2 separate regions of the Rattus norvegicus genome follow, and region 1 is linked to region 2. The links are chromatin contacts, called in public Hi-C maps. All regions are on one chromosome and are shown on one strand. Each heading gives the region's core, a stretch centred on a gene start, on an enhancer-like site or on the middle of the called end of the contact. The rest is flanking DNA. Distances are from core to core; before and after follow the strand shown.

Region 1 (5,991 bases), core at 2,150-4,649, 190 kb after region 2:
TTCCCAAGGTGGAAGGTTCTGGAACAACACTGCCCAGCTTCTTATCCAGGGCGTCTCCTCACCAACTTTGTTTTGAGGAGTTACATTACCATTCTATGTTTCAATTTCTTTAAACACCTGGTCAAAATAGCCACTTCTTTACCAGGTTCTGTTCACTAGTGAGAGACTGAAATAAAAAACTGTATGTGCATGTGCGCGCGCGCGCGCGTGTGTTTGGGTGTGTGCGCGTGCTCCAGTGTACATGTGGTGTGTTTGCGTATGCGCTCGAGGTGTGTGTGTGTGGGGAGGGGTGGTACACACACTCGACATTTTAAAAGGCACTTGAACATCTTAATTACTCTTATTCTATTTTTGGCTTTGAGCCACTTCACATCTGATGCCACATCTGATTTTGTTCCGACAACCTGATGTATGAGCCTCTTTGCTCCACAGAAGGGGAAACCAACACCCACCCAGGAGAACCACGGGGAGTGCGCGGCATGACCCTGCAGGGCCTCGGTACATCTTTAGGCATGCGCTATGAGACGGCTGACTATGCTGGCGTTGGAGTGACTTCCGGGTACGTCTGGGTTGTTTGCTCAGGGAGAGAAGAAAACTCTCAGAAGGAATTAAGAGAGTAAAGCCAGAGACGGCACACCACTCTCTAGATAGCCCGGAACTGTGTGGGAGGTTTGGAGGAGGTGACCTCCATTGTCTCTCTTCATCACACGCCTCTCAGATGTGCGCATGTGCTGCCAAATTGCAGAACCACAAGACAATATTTTTCCTTCACAAACTACACTTACACCTGCATCCAGGTCCAAACATTTTCAGTTGGTCTTTCCGTGCCTTTGGACCATCCAAACGTTGGCTTATCACGCGAATTTCCAATCCCAGACTTGCAGGTGTGTTATGGGTCTGAAACGGAGTTACTCAACTGTGGCCACACATGGGGGTCATTTGGGGAGACTGCACCTATGCTGATGACCGGATCTCACTCCAGAGGTTCTGACAGAATTGCTCTGGGGCTGGGGGTGACTTCAATAACGGGAGTTTCTAAATCGCCTTGTGTTTTCAACATGAAGTTCAAAACAAACACCGAGTGTGTCTGATGTGCCCGAGGCGAGTTCTCGATACCATCTCTTCATGTCTCCTTAGCAGCAACTGCTTGCTGGAAGCTCATTTTTAAAGGCTTTATTAGTTTCTGAGGGTAGCTCAACAACTCTATTCCTACCACCCACCCTGACACATTCTTCTGTTAAAAACCTCTCTGCTTTCAAAACAAATGACTCAGCCCCAGCCAATCAGCCAGCTCCTTATCTCGATTTAGTTCCTCTTCATTGATTGGATGGAACCAAGTGGTTAAGACACACAATGCCCTCCTGGAGATGCCAATGGAAAACATCGAGCGGATGGGATGATCCATTGTTCCCGTCCCCAGCTCGGGAGCAGGAGCTTTCCCCCTGCAAACCTCTCAGATGACGTGCAATAGCTCATCCCCTAAATCCTTTGCTCCCTCAGGCAGACCTTACGCATTCTCTCCTACTTATGTCTGTGGGATGACACCCCACTGCCACCTCCATTGATGTGGCATCAGCCAGAGGCTGCTTCCCAGTCATCCTCCTGCAGCCACCGTGTCCGAAGGCGCATTCTCTTCCACCTTTGCCTTAAATACCTTTTTTTTCCCTCCGCTCCAAACTCGTACAGCTTTGACTCACCTTCACAACTCCAACTTGGATATTCTCCTCTGCAGCTCACCCATCCTGCCTTCCCTCTCCTACCCCTCCCCACTCATTGTGATGCTTGGGTCCAGCATTTACCACCATGCACTGGGTTCCTCTGAAGAAGGGATTTTTAAACTTTATTTTTTTTTATAGCCAACTCCTAGCAAAGAGGAAAGGTGTGAACTGACAGCTGCTGGATCGAGTCCAATTCCCTGCCTTCCTATCTATACCAATCGATTTCCAAAACACCTCAAGAAAATTAAGACAAGCCTTTCTCCCCCCTTCATCACTGCATAGAAGCTTATATCTATTCATCTGTCATGGTAAGATCCTAACAAGGGAACATTAATTTGCTTGCCCATATATGCAGATTATCAGCAAACACCATAAATCTGCAATAGCACAGGAAGTGTCTTATCTCTGGATACAATGTTTTCCAAGGCAGGGAGCCTGCTTGGTGGCTTGAAGGATGAAAGGGTTTGAGGGAATGAAATCTTTTGCTTCTTGGGTTCCTGGGTTACAGTAGTCTGGGTTCTGGGGGACAAGGGAAGGAAGATCACCGTTACCTTCTCGGGAGCAGACAGCTGTAAATGATTAACCTCCAAGGGCGTGATGAGAGGGACGGTCTGGAAGCCGTCCTCCACGGAAGGCGGCTTGGCTCCCTTCTCTCCAGGGTTGCCATTCAGCTTCACCATGCTTCTGCTGTTTTTTTTTTCCCAGACCTAAGGCAAGCATCGGGATTCTGGTTACAGCAGGAATGCATGGGGCTGGTGATGCTCTAAGATAGCTCAACTCCAGCAGTATTCGACCTGGTGATAGCCGTCAATCTCCCACTAGATTTCCTGACATGGTTCCCATTGTCCAGAGAAACTTCATTAATCATCAAAATGTGCTAACTGCCCACTGAGTTCACCAACCCTCAAATTAGGGAGCAGGGAAAAAAAAAACAAAAAACCTCAGACCTTCATTTAAAAAAAAAATGAGCTTAAAAAAAAATACCAAGACACAGTGGCTAACATATCCCTAGAGCCCCACTGGCAAGCTTGTTCTTAGCACAAAAGGAAACTCCATTATTCTGGGCCCCCTGCAGTAAGATACATTTCCCCTCACCACCCACATAGCTATTTTGCCTCCCCCCCCCCAATCTCTAAAACACAATCGAATACATTCAATATCTCTCAAGACACACTTCTCTCTCTCTTTTTACATAATATGTAGATTGTACGTGAGATCCAGGTTTCTACATCAGAAAGAGGCTGGCTTGAACCTGATCTCCTTATTCAACCATGAAATACCTCCATTCCCTCAACAGCCAGGGCTTTTTCCCACCCATGGAAAGTTAGCAGCCCCCATACTGCAAGATTGCCAACTAAATAAACAGATCGCATTTATTTCCCTCCGGTTCCCTTTGAAGTCAAGGACTGCTTTCACCGCACCCTCAAAAGCCCGGTACAACTGAATTTCTCCTGTCAATCCTGCTGGTGGGACGTAATTAGACAAACAGAGTTGTTGTGGGGATGACAGGGTGGTAAGGGCTGGGAGGGTGCTGGGGAGTGGTTACAACAAAAACAAATGCCTACTTACTGCGCGGCACTGGTGGGGGTCAGAGCAGAGTCAAGCCAATATGTAGAGGAGGAGGACAAACAGGAGTCCTCCCTCCTCAGCCAGAACGTGGTGCCGAAAAAGCAGCCCTCGCGTGCCTGGATCCGGAGCTTCTGAGAACGAGGCGCCAGCGCGCAGAGAAGATCTGGCAGCTGCCAGCCTGCTCGCTTGCTCGCGCCTCCCACCGGGGACGGCTCCCACACCACCTGTCATCTGGCACCACCTGCTGTTTCTCATGCATGGCCACAACCCCTGCATAGGACAAACGGTTTCAAAAAAAGTGGAAGGGATTTTTGGCTATTCCAAAAACACTAATGTGGTTTATAAAAAAAAAATTTTTTTTACAATTATGTAAAATGCGATTCTGGAGTCTTTGGGGGAAACTGAAAAAGCAGGCACTATTTTTTTTTTTAAAGGGGAAGGGCTCACCTCTTACTGAGACTTCCCTAACAATACTGTAAAACAGAATGGCTCAAAACACCTGCTCTGGGGTTAGAAGAGAAAGTAAACTGGTGGTTATTTTCCATGTCCTGTGCAGTTAACACCTTCCTGGTCTCTTCCAAGCGTCTGCCTCTTCTGTAAACTGTGGTTTCTAACAATGGCGGGGAAATGGAGTGGCACTCAGTGTGGACACACCTGCACAAAGCTCAGACAGTGTGACGCACTGCACAGGCTTGACCTGTGTGGCTCACAATTCCCCCAAGTTTGCCCAGGTCAGGTAAGGTCACAGAACGGGAAAGACCAGAGCTGGGATTTGAACCCGTACTCTTGTCCCCAAAATCCATATCTAGGACAAGACATTAAATGACACGCATTCTGATGTCCAGAGTAAGAAGGAGTGGAGGGGCAGTGCCAACTCTACCTAATGGCTGTGTGGCTCTGGTACATATGCAGCCACTCTCTGAGCTTCTGTTACCTTGCCTATGATGGAGGATGACAACACTTCCATTGCAAAATGGCAGGGACTACGGAAAGAGAATATACCCATGGAGACACCTATGGCTTGTGAGGGATGCTCCGAATGCCTATGTCAACCACAGGGATGGTTCGAGTCCATTGCCAGTGATTTCTCCCGGCTGTGGCTCAAGTCACTGCTCAGCAGCAGTGCTGTCTATGAGGTCCACGACCCATCTGTCCTGGGATTGAGCACCCTCCCCACGTCAATTTAAAAACATTTGTACGTGTGAAAAAATAAATCACCCTACCTAGTGTCCACGTGTTAAAAGGCACAGGAGAGTGTGTGTCGTCTGTACTGTGTAGAAATGAAATGGGTGTAAGGGTTTTTGAGACGATGAAGGCTGCCATCTATCAGCACCGCACAGGGCGGTGTTAAAAGGTGTGAGAGGGGAGTATTCTAAGAAATATTGGATTTCCTTCCCTTCCTCTCCAAAGACCTAAATGACCGCCAGGTTCAAGCACGGCCTGAGGCCAGCACAGTAGAATCAACAACCACATGTTCACTTGTGAACATCAATAACCAATCCTAACGCTGCTGCCCCAAAAGACAAAGAAATCCCATGACTGATTGACAAGGAAAAGCTACACTTTTCAAGCTGGAGGTCCCTAGAGTTTAGCAAGCTCCAGAAAGGGGTTTGTCTGGAGGCAGGGGGAAAGCCAGGCTCGGTGACCTATGAGGTTAGAAGACAAGCTGGAAGGGATGGCGTGCTGGATTCTTACCTTGTTGGAGAACAAGACTGATGGGTTCCAAATGAAATAGAATCATTCTGGCATTAAAAAAAACAAATCATCGAGGGTTGAAAACAAATACGATCACACCGTTTGATGACGTTTTCCATGTGTGCAATATATAAGACATCTATAGAGCAGACTGTGGAGGAAAGAAACCAAGATGGTCCATTATGGTCCTGTAGACCACTTTACGTGGTAAAGCTTTGGGTCCGTGTAATTTGTGAACATTTAAGTATGTCTATTGCAACCTCAGGCTAGCCAAAAAGATACAAAGATGTGGTATGTATGTATGTGCGTGCTTGCATGCATGCGTACGTGTGTGTGTGTGTGTGTGTGTGTGTGTGTGTGTGTGTGTGTGTGTGTGTAATAATCAAAATGCAATAGACAACATCTGCCATGCGGGGTGGGAGAGTCGGCCTCTAGGGCATAAGAGCAAGAGAGCTGGCCCTGCCCCTCACTGGCTGCTGCTGGCCAGGCAGTACTGGAGAGCTCCCCCTGGTGGTGTGAGTGCAGGAGAGCTGCTAGGCTGACCAGTTCAGCTACCACCTAGGTCCAGATCCGGGGCTTTGAGTTTGCCCACCCCAACATCTAACCCATCTATAAACTGCTGAAGATCGTGAAAGGGCCAGCCTGACAGCTCCAAAGTTGCAGGATCTCCATGACACAGAACAACAGTAGGATATCCCAGAGGAGACCTGATGAGGATCCAGTATTGATGGTGTATCAGAAGCCAGAGGTTTTGAACCAGACCCATTCTCATTGCAATGACCATTTGCAAGGAAAGATGAGTGGACCAAAGAGACACGCTGTAGCTTCCGTAGTGAGAGCTTTCTTTTTTCTTTTGTGGGGGGAGGTTGCAAGGGCAGAGGGCAGATATGAAGGGATGGAGAGATGAATGGGATTTGGGTTGCATGATGTAAAATTCACAAGAATAAATCAGTAAAAGATGTTTAAGATTCAATAGGCACAACAGACACATGAAAACAAAACAAAAACA
Region 2 (5,917 bases), core at 825-3,324:
GCATGAGTAAAATCTGCATCCTCGCAAAGGCTCTGCACATCTGCCCACGGCCATTTATTCACATTTATTCCTATCCGTGCCACAGTGCCTACCAAGCCGGCAGAGACAGGCTGGGGGAACTGTTTTCAGTCTCTTCTGAGACTAAGGTGACAGAGTTGATCTTTTGCCCCTGACACACACAAACCCTCAGGGTATTCCTGCAGTCCCTGGAGGCTCTCCGTTTTGCTTTTCCGCTACATTGTTTCCAGCAGTCACTGCTACTGGATAGACCAGAGCCCGCTTTTGCTTTGTCTCCCTCTCCCATGAAAGCTGAGACTGGTTTCTGCTTCCCTCCAAACCCTTTCTTTAGTCCCCTGCATGGTGCTACTAGTAAATTTAGTTAATATAATTTAAGCAAGGGAGTCAACAGAGGGTCGAATGAATGAATGAATGAATGAATGAATGAATGAACAGATATTTCCCTACTAACTTGTGATAAATGCTGGAAAAGCCTGGCTCAGTGTCAAGGGATTTGGGTCAAAGTTTTTTCTCTAGAACCATTTTCTTCAAAACTCACCTTGCCACCCCACCTCTGTGTGTGTGTGTGTGTGTGAGAGAGTGTGTGTGTGTGTGTGTGTGTGTGAGTGTGAGTGTGAGTGTGTGTGTGTGTGTGTGTGTGTGTCCCATAGACTTCTTGCTTTCCCATTCATTTCCTAATCTCTGGTGGCTGGAGTTGGGTCAGAGAACTTTGACATGGGAAGGTAAAGGGATATCAGGGAGGCTCTGTTCTCCTCTCAGAAGCAGGCTTGTTGGTTGGTGGGAATCAAAAATCTCACCAGAGGGGTTGGGGATTTAGCTCAGTGGTAGAGCGCTTGCCTAGGAAGCGTAAGGCTCTGGGTTCGGTCCCCAGCTCCGAAAAAAAAAAAAAAAAAAGAACCAAAAAAAAAAAAAAATCTCACCAGAGTCATTCCTGGGTTCCAATATCAGATCTCGGTCTCTGATCTGTGGGAGCGTTTCCGTGCCAGCCTCAGTTCCCTCCCTGCTCATAGCAGACTCAATCTCACTCAGCCCTGAGGGACACTTGAGAAACGTCAGTTTTCCTCTCCATTGCAGAGGGCACGCTGCCCTTGTGGGGAATTGAGGCAAGAGAGTGAATCCTCTTGTCCACAAGTATGGGGCTAACTGCAACATAGAAGCTATTGACTTTCAATGTCTTAACTCTGAGCCCCGAACCCACCCACTGCCAGGGTGACTCTAAACAGTAGGCCCACCTGCAATATGGTTCTGCTGGTGAGCACCGGGGTGGAGAAGACGGCTGTGACTGGAGCTCAAATAAATTCCAAACTCTATGCAGGCTACAGAGGCCGTGTCACCCACCACACAGACTGACACTTATTTAGGCCTTTCTGGGTCAGGCTCTTGGGCCATAAGGAATTTCATTTAATTTAGATAGTTTTTTAATTCAAAAAGATTCATTTTAATTTTAATGATATGTTTGTGTGTGTGTGTGTGTCTGTCTGTGTGGTTATCTGTAGTTGCCTGAAGAGGCCAGAAGAGGGCGTCAGACTCCCGAGAGCTGAGGGTCCAGGCAGTTGGATGGTGGAAACTGAACTTGGTTTTCTGGGAGAGAGAGCAGTACGTTGTACTCTTATTCATCGAGCTATTTCTTTAGTCTGACTTCATTAAATTTAATCATAGCCTAGAAAAGGCCTGTGCTTGGTGCAAAATGGTGGATTCCCTTTGTCTCTTCTCTGTCCCAGAGACTCAGACCTCTTACCTCTTATCTAAGGAATGTCACATAGCCCTTGGGGAAATTATAGGTACGACTCCCTTTCTCCTGATAAGAAACCCTTTCAGCAAGCCTCATTCATAGAATGCCTTCACATGCTAATGAAGCGTCTGGGTATCTTAGCCTTTAGCCAGTGACCTTTGACCTCTCTGGATATTCCTAGCTGATCCCAGAGATAAGACTGTCATCTGAAACTCTGCTCCCTCTGTCTCCAAGGGCCAGTAGCCAACAGCCCTGGGGGGAAGGGGAGGAGCCCTGTTTGGTTTTCCCAGATAGGGTTTCTCTGTGTAGCTCTGGCTCAGTAGATCAAGTTGGCCTTACACTTATGGCCTTAAACTTATCCACCTGCCTCTGTCTCTCGAGTGCTGGGATTACCAGCGTGTGCCACCGCCAGCAGCACCCTTGACCTAGTTTTAAAGAACAGGCATTGCAAAGGCAATTTCACCAAAGGGAGATGTTGTGGTTCAACTCCAAGTCCAGAATCAGGCGCAGCTTTAAGATGGCAGACCCTGGACTCACACCCAGGGCTCTCTAAACCCCAGCTTTGTCCACTACACTGCAGACAGGCCTCCTGAAGAAGGGATGTGTGGTTTTCTCCCACATCAGAGGTTTCCTGCTCAGTCAAGGCAAGACACCGACATCAGTAAGGGGGGGGGGAGGGGACAGTGTGGGGATGGCAGAGCTAATATGGGATGGAAAGTGAATTTCATTGGTCAGAGTGTGAATGAACCCAGGGAATCACTTTCGAGATGGGATAAAACCCAAATATTCCTTAGGAATTTCCTGACATTGACGTTCCCAATTATGCTTACAGATAAAGATTTTTGGTTCCTGAGCCCCGTCATACAAACGCCAGCAAGAGGCAACACTAGATAATGTGGATTCTGTCTCTTCTCCTCACTCCCCTTTCCTTCCTTCCCCCTTCCTGTACGGGCTAAGCCATGCCCCAGCAAAATGTACTCTGTTGAAGTTCTTCTTATCTTGGCAGCTCAAAATGTGGTTGCATTTACAGACAAGTCCTTCAAGCAGGCAGCTAAATTAAAAAGAGTCGGTCAAGTCTCTATTTAACATTACTGGTGTCCTCGTGAGGACAGGAGAATAGCCCACAGTGCCAGGAGGCAGGGCAGACATGAGGGGTACGGGAGATGGTGCCAACGGTGAGTTGGGGAGAAGAGCTCCAGAAGGACCTGGCTCACCTGCACTGATGCCAGAATTCTGGCCTCAGAGGTCAGAATGTACGTTTTCCCCAGTTCGTTAGGCCTGAGGGATTCTGCACTGTCAGTCCCAGGGAGGATTCGCTCCCTTCCTATCTTTCTCTCTTTCACCGTCCCACCCTCCCGTGTCAGAATAGAACTTAAAATGACTGAATTAGAGAAGAAAATGATGGTTTCAGGGTGGATTAGTGGCGGATCTGTCTCTGGAGAGAGGTGAAGGCAAGCCCACCTCCACGCACTTCCGACGATGCAAGCCAAAGGAAAGAGATGCCACAGTTTTAACGTCTGCCCAAGAGTATGGCATTGTTTAGAAACAGTGTTTGGAGGTTCAGTGAGGTCCCAGGAGCGTCCTCAATCGACAAATTGTGCTGTTTGTTTACTAAGTTGACTTCCAAAGCAAGAAGGAAGGAGGCAGAGGAGCCAGAGGCGTGACTGGCAGTGGGCGGGAGGGTGGTATCCTGTGTTCCTCATCCCCAGATACCCTCTAAAATGCTACACTCTGGCTCACCAATGGCCCGGTGACTGGGTGGAGTACGGCTTCTCACAACAATTTCCCTGCCTGCTCCACCAGCCTGTGCTCTTGATGAAAGCGAAACTGAGGCGACTTGGGGGGTCTTGGAGCCAACGAGGAACGAGTGGGGATTGGAACTCGGGTTCACGGGCTCTAGCACACGCTCCCGGCACAGCAGTCACCCAGACCTGCCTGCCCAGATACCGCAGAAAACGTTGTGATAAGAAGCAGCGGTAGCCGCAGAACAAAGGAGCCGCGGGCTGTGTGCACAGAGCGGCCTCGCCACCAGGGGGCAGAGCATGCGCGCGCGCACGGTCGCCTTGGGCGCGGTGGGCCTGTGTCAGCACCCGTATGTCGCTAGTGCCTTAGCGCCCCTCTCCCTTGGCTGCCTTCCTCCTCTCACAAAGCAAAGAAGTAGCTTTTCGTCTTTCAGGCAGGGTTAACTCATGGCTCTGCCCACTCCTCCTTTTTCCTCCTACACACAGAACCAGGCATCACTGGCCACTGCTCGGTCCCTCTGCACAGCCTTCCCCACAGTCTAGGCCTCCCACTCTGCTGTGATTGCTTTTGACAGTGTCAAGTGTAACACGCAAATGCAGAGCTGAGCAATCCCGTATCAGAGGGAACTTGGAGAATTTCGGGGGGCACCTGGACTTCCAACATCTGGAGAATGGTCAGGGCCCACGACTCATGTATTACTGACTACAGGGGGCTGGGAAAGTCTGATTATGGACGCCACCCTCAGTCCGCCATCATCACCTCTTGCGCCATGACTGACTACATCACCTCTGCAGCACGTCTGATTCCGGATTGTTCCTGTGGCTAAGCCTGGGCAGGTTCCCAGAGCCTTAGAGGATCTCTGCAGCCTGTTCTCTAGCAATGGCGTTTCTCCTGGCCTGGAAAGTCCGGTAGTGAATTTTTCACATGGGTACCAGAGCTAGGTGCACAGGGGACAAGGCAACTAGGAGTTCAGCATAGGTGAGCTCCCTCTCCGGTGGCCCGGCAGGCACCACACCTCACCCTGGATTCAGCTCTGCGTGGAGCTGTTCTCCTTCCTGGAAACCACTGCTGTGTGCGTTCCCTCATGTCACCTCATACTTCCCTGCAAAGGAGAAATGTTGTCATGTCTTTTTTACAGGGCAGGAGTGGGGAGAACTAGGCCCCAGCAGGGAGGAGCCTTTCATGCTTCTCCCCAGGAAGTTTCTCAGGGTCCTGCCTTCATCCTGGAACCTTTTTGCCCTCTTTCCCCCTATAATTGGACATGCAGCTTCCCACCAGTGCTGTTCACCCGGCTGATAACAATTCCAGTCGCCCTCTAGAGACAGCCACAGGCCCAACCCACAATGAGGAGAAACGTTTGAAAAAAAAGAAAAAGAAAAGCACACCTCTTTTGAACACGTGCAGATTTCCCCCATCGCCACCCCACCTGCGATGCAGTATACCAACTATTTACATTTTATGGGGTGCATCAGGTCACCTAGAGATGATTAAAGATGCACAAGAAGATGTATTTAGGTTATGTGTAAACACTCTGACATTTTACGTCAGGGAATATGATCGCCAGAGAATTTCGATAGCCCTGTGTCGGCAGAACTCTTGGATTTCACGGAACGGCTGATTTACATTCTCACGCATATTACTGAGACCTTCAAGCGGCTATGACATACCACAGGAAAGCACGCTATAGGTAGAAACATTTGTCCTGATTTTAGAGAACTCAGCCATCTGGAAACCTGCCATCTATAATCCCGTTAAAGGATTAAAAAGAAAAAAGTTCGAAGGGCGTGGCTGCATCACTGTTTCTGGAATACTTCATTATTAAACTAAAGTCCCGGGCTGGAGAGATGGCTTGGCGGTTAAGAGCACCCGACTGCTCTTCCAGAGGTCATGAGTTCAATTCCCAGCAACCACATGGTGGCTCACAACCATCTGTAAAGAGATCCGATGCCCTCTTCTGGTGTATCTGAAGACAGCTACAGTGTCCTTATATATAATAAATGAATAAATCTTTAAAAAAAATAAATATTTAAACTAAAGTCCCAGGGCCAGGAGTGGGCCACCTCCTCATAGCTGATGGCCTGAGAGGCCCTTCAAAGCAATGCCATTCTTCCCACCAGGCGAGACCCTACTGCAGAAGATATCACCTGCTTTGGTTGTAAAACATAGAGGAACTAAGCAGAAAAGCAAGCGGGCAGCTTCTTCCTTGCTGGCTAGCATTCTGTGACAGAGGAGCTTTGTCATTGACTGGGGGAGAACAGTCTTGGGAGAACCTTGTGGCCTACAGTTGCTGGGCAAGACTACCCACTGGTATAGTAGTGGCCTGACCCTACTTTGCAGGGACAACCAACTGCTTCTGCTACTCCACAGGAGGGACCCAGACATGTCACTGTCACCTGGTCAAAGCCCATGGCTGTGGAGGGCATA

What was found. A called contact is a pair of places that touch in the nucleus more often than the background predicts.
Region 1: a Hi-C map of kidney shows a contact between it and region 2, with 6 times the contacts expected there. The contact joins the promoter of Nsg2 here to the enhancer-like site in region 2. A contact is called at or near these places in 9 of 12 Hi-C or Micro-C datasets (the A7r5 cell line, Schwann cells, frontal cortex and 5 more) and 1 of 1 datasets of contacts at active chromatin or transcription factors (oligodendrocytes).

The regions. Positions count from the first base shown.
Region 1 is chr10:16,162,516-16,168,506 of GRCr8, forward strand. It overlaps Nsg2 (neuronal vesicle trafficking associated 2), which reads right to left and starts at 3,400. Exons shown (of 5, transcript NM_001034152.1): 1 at 3,288-3,400; 2 at 2,270-2,425. The coding sequence starts at 2,398. It overlaps LOC120095055 (a long non-coding RNA gene), which reads left to right and starts at 272. Exons shown (of 3, transcript XR_005490078.2): 1 at 272-559; 2 at 1,857-2,026; 3 at 4,097-4,534.
Region 2 is chr10:15,973,672-15,979,588 of GRCr8, forward strand. No RefSeq gene overlaps it. Among named protein-coding and RNA genes, the nearest start is that of Il9r, 40 kb to the left of the region's middle. Within about 2 kb of position 2,075, at least 2 of the 93 cell types and tissues checked have an H3K27ac peak or open chromatin away from gene starts, as enhancers often do.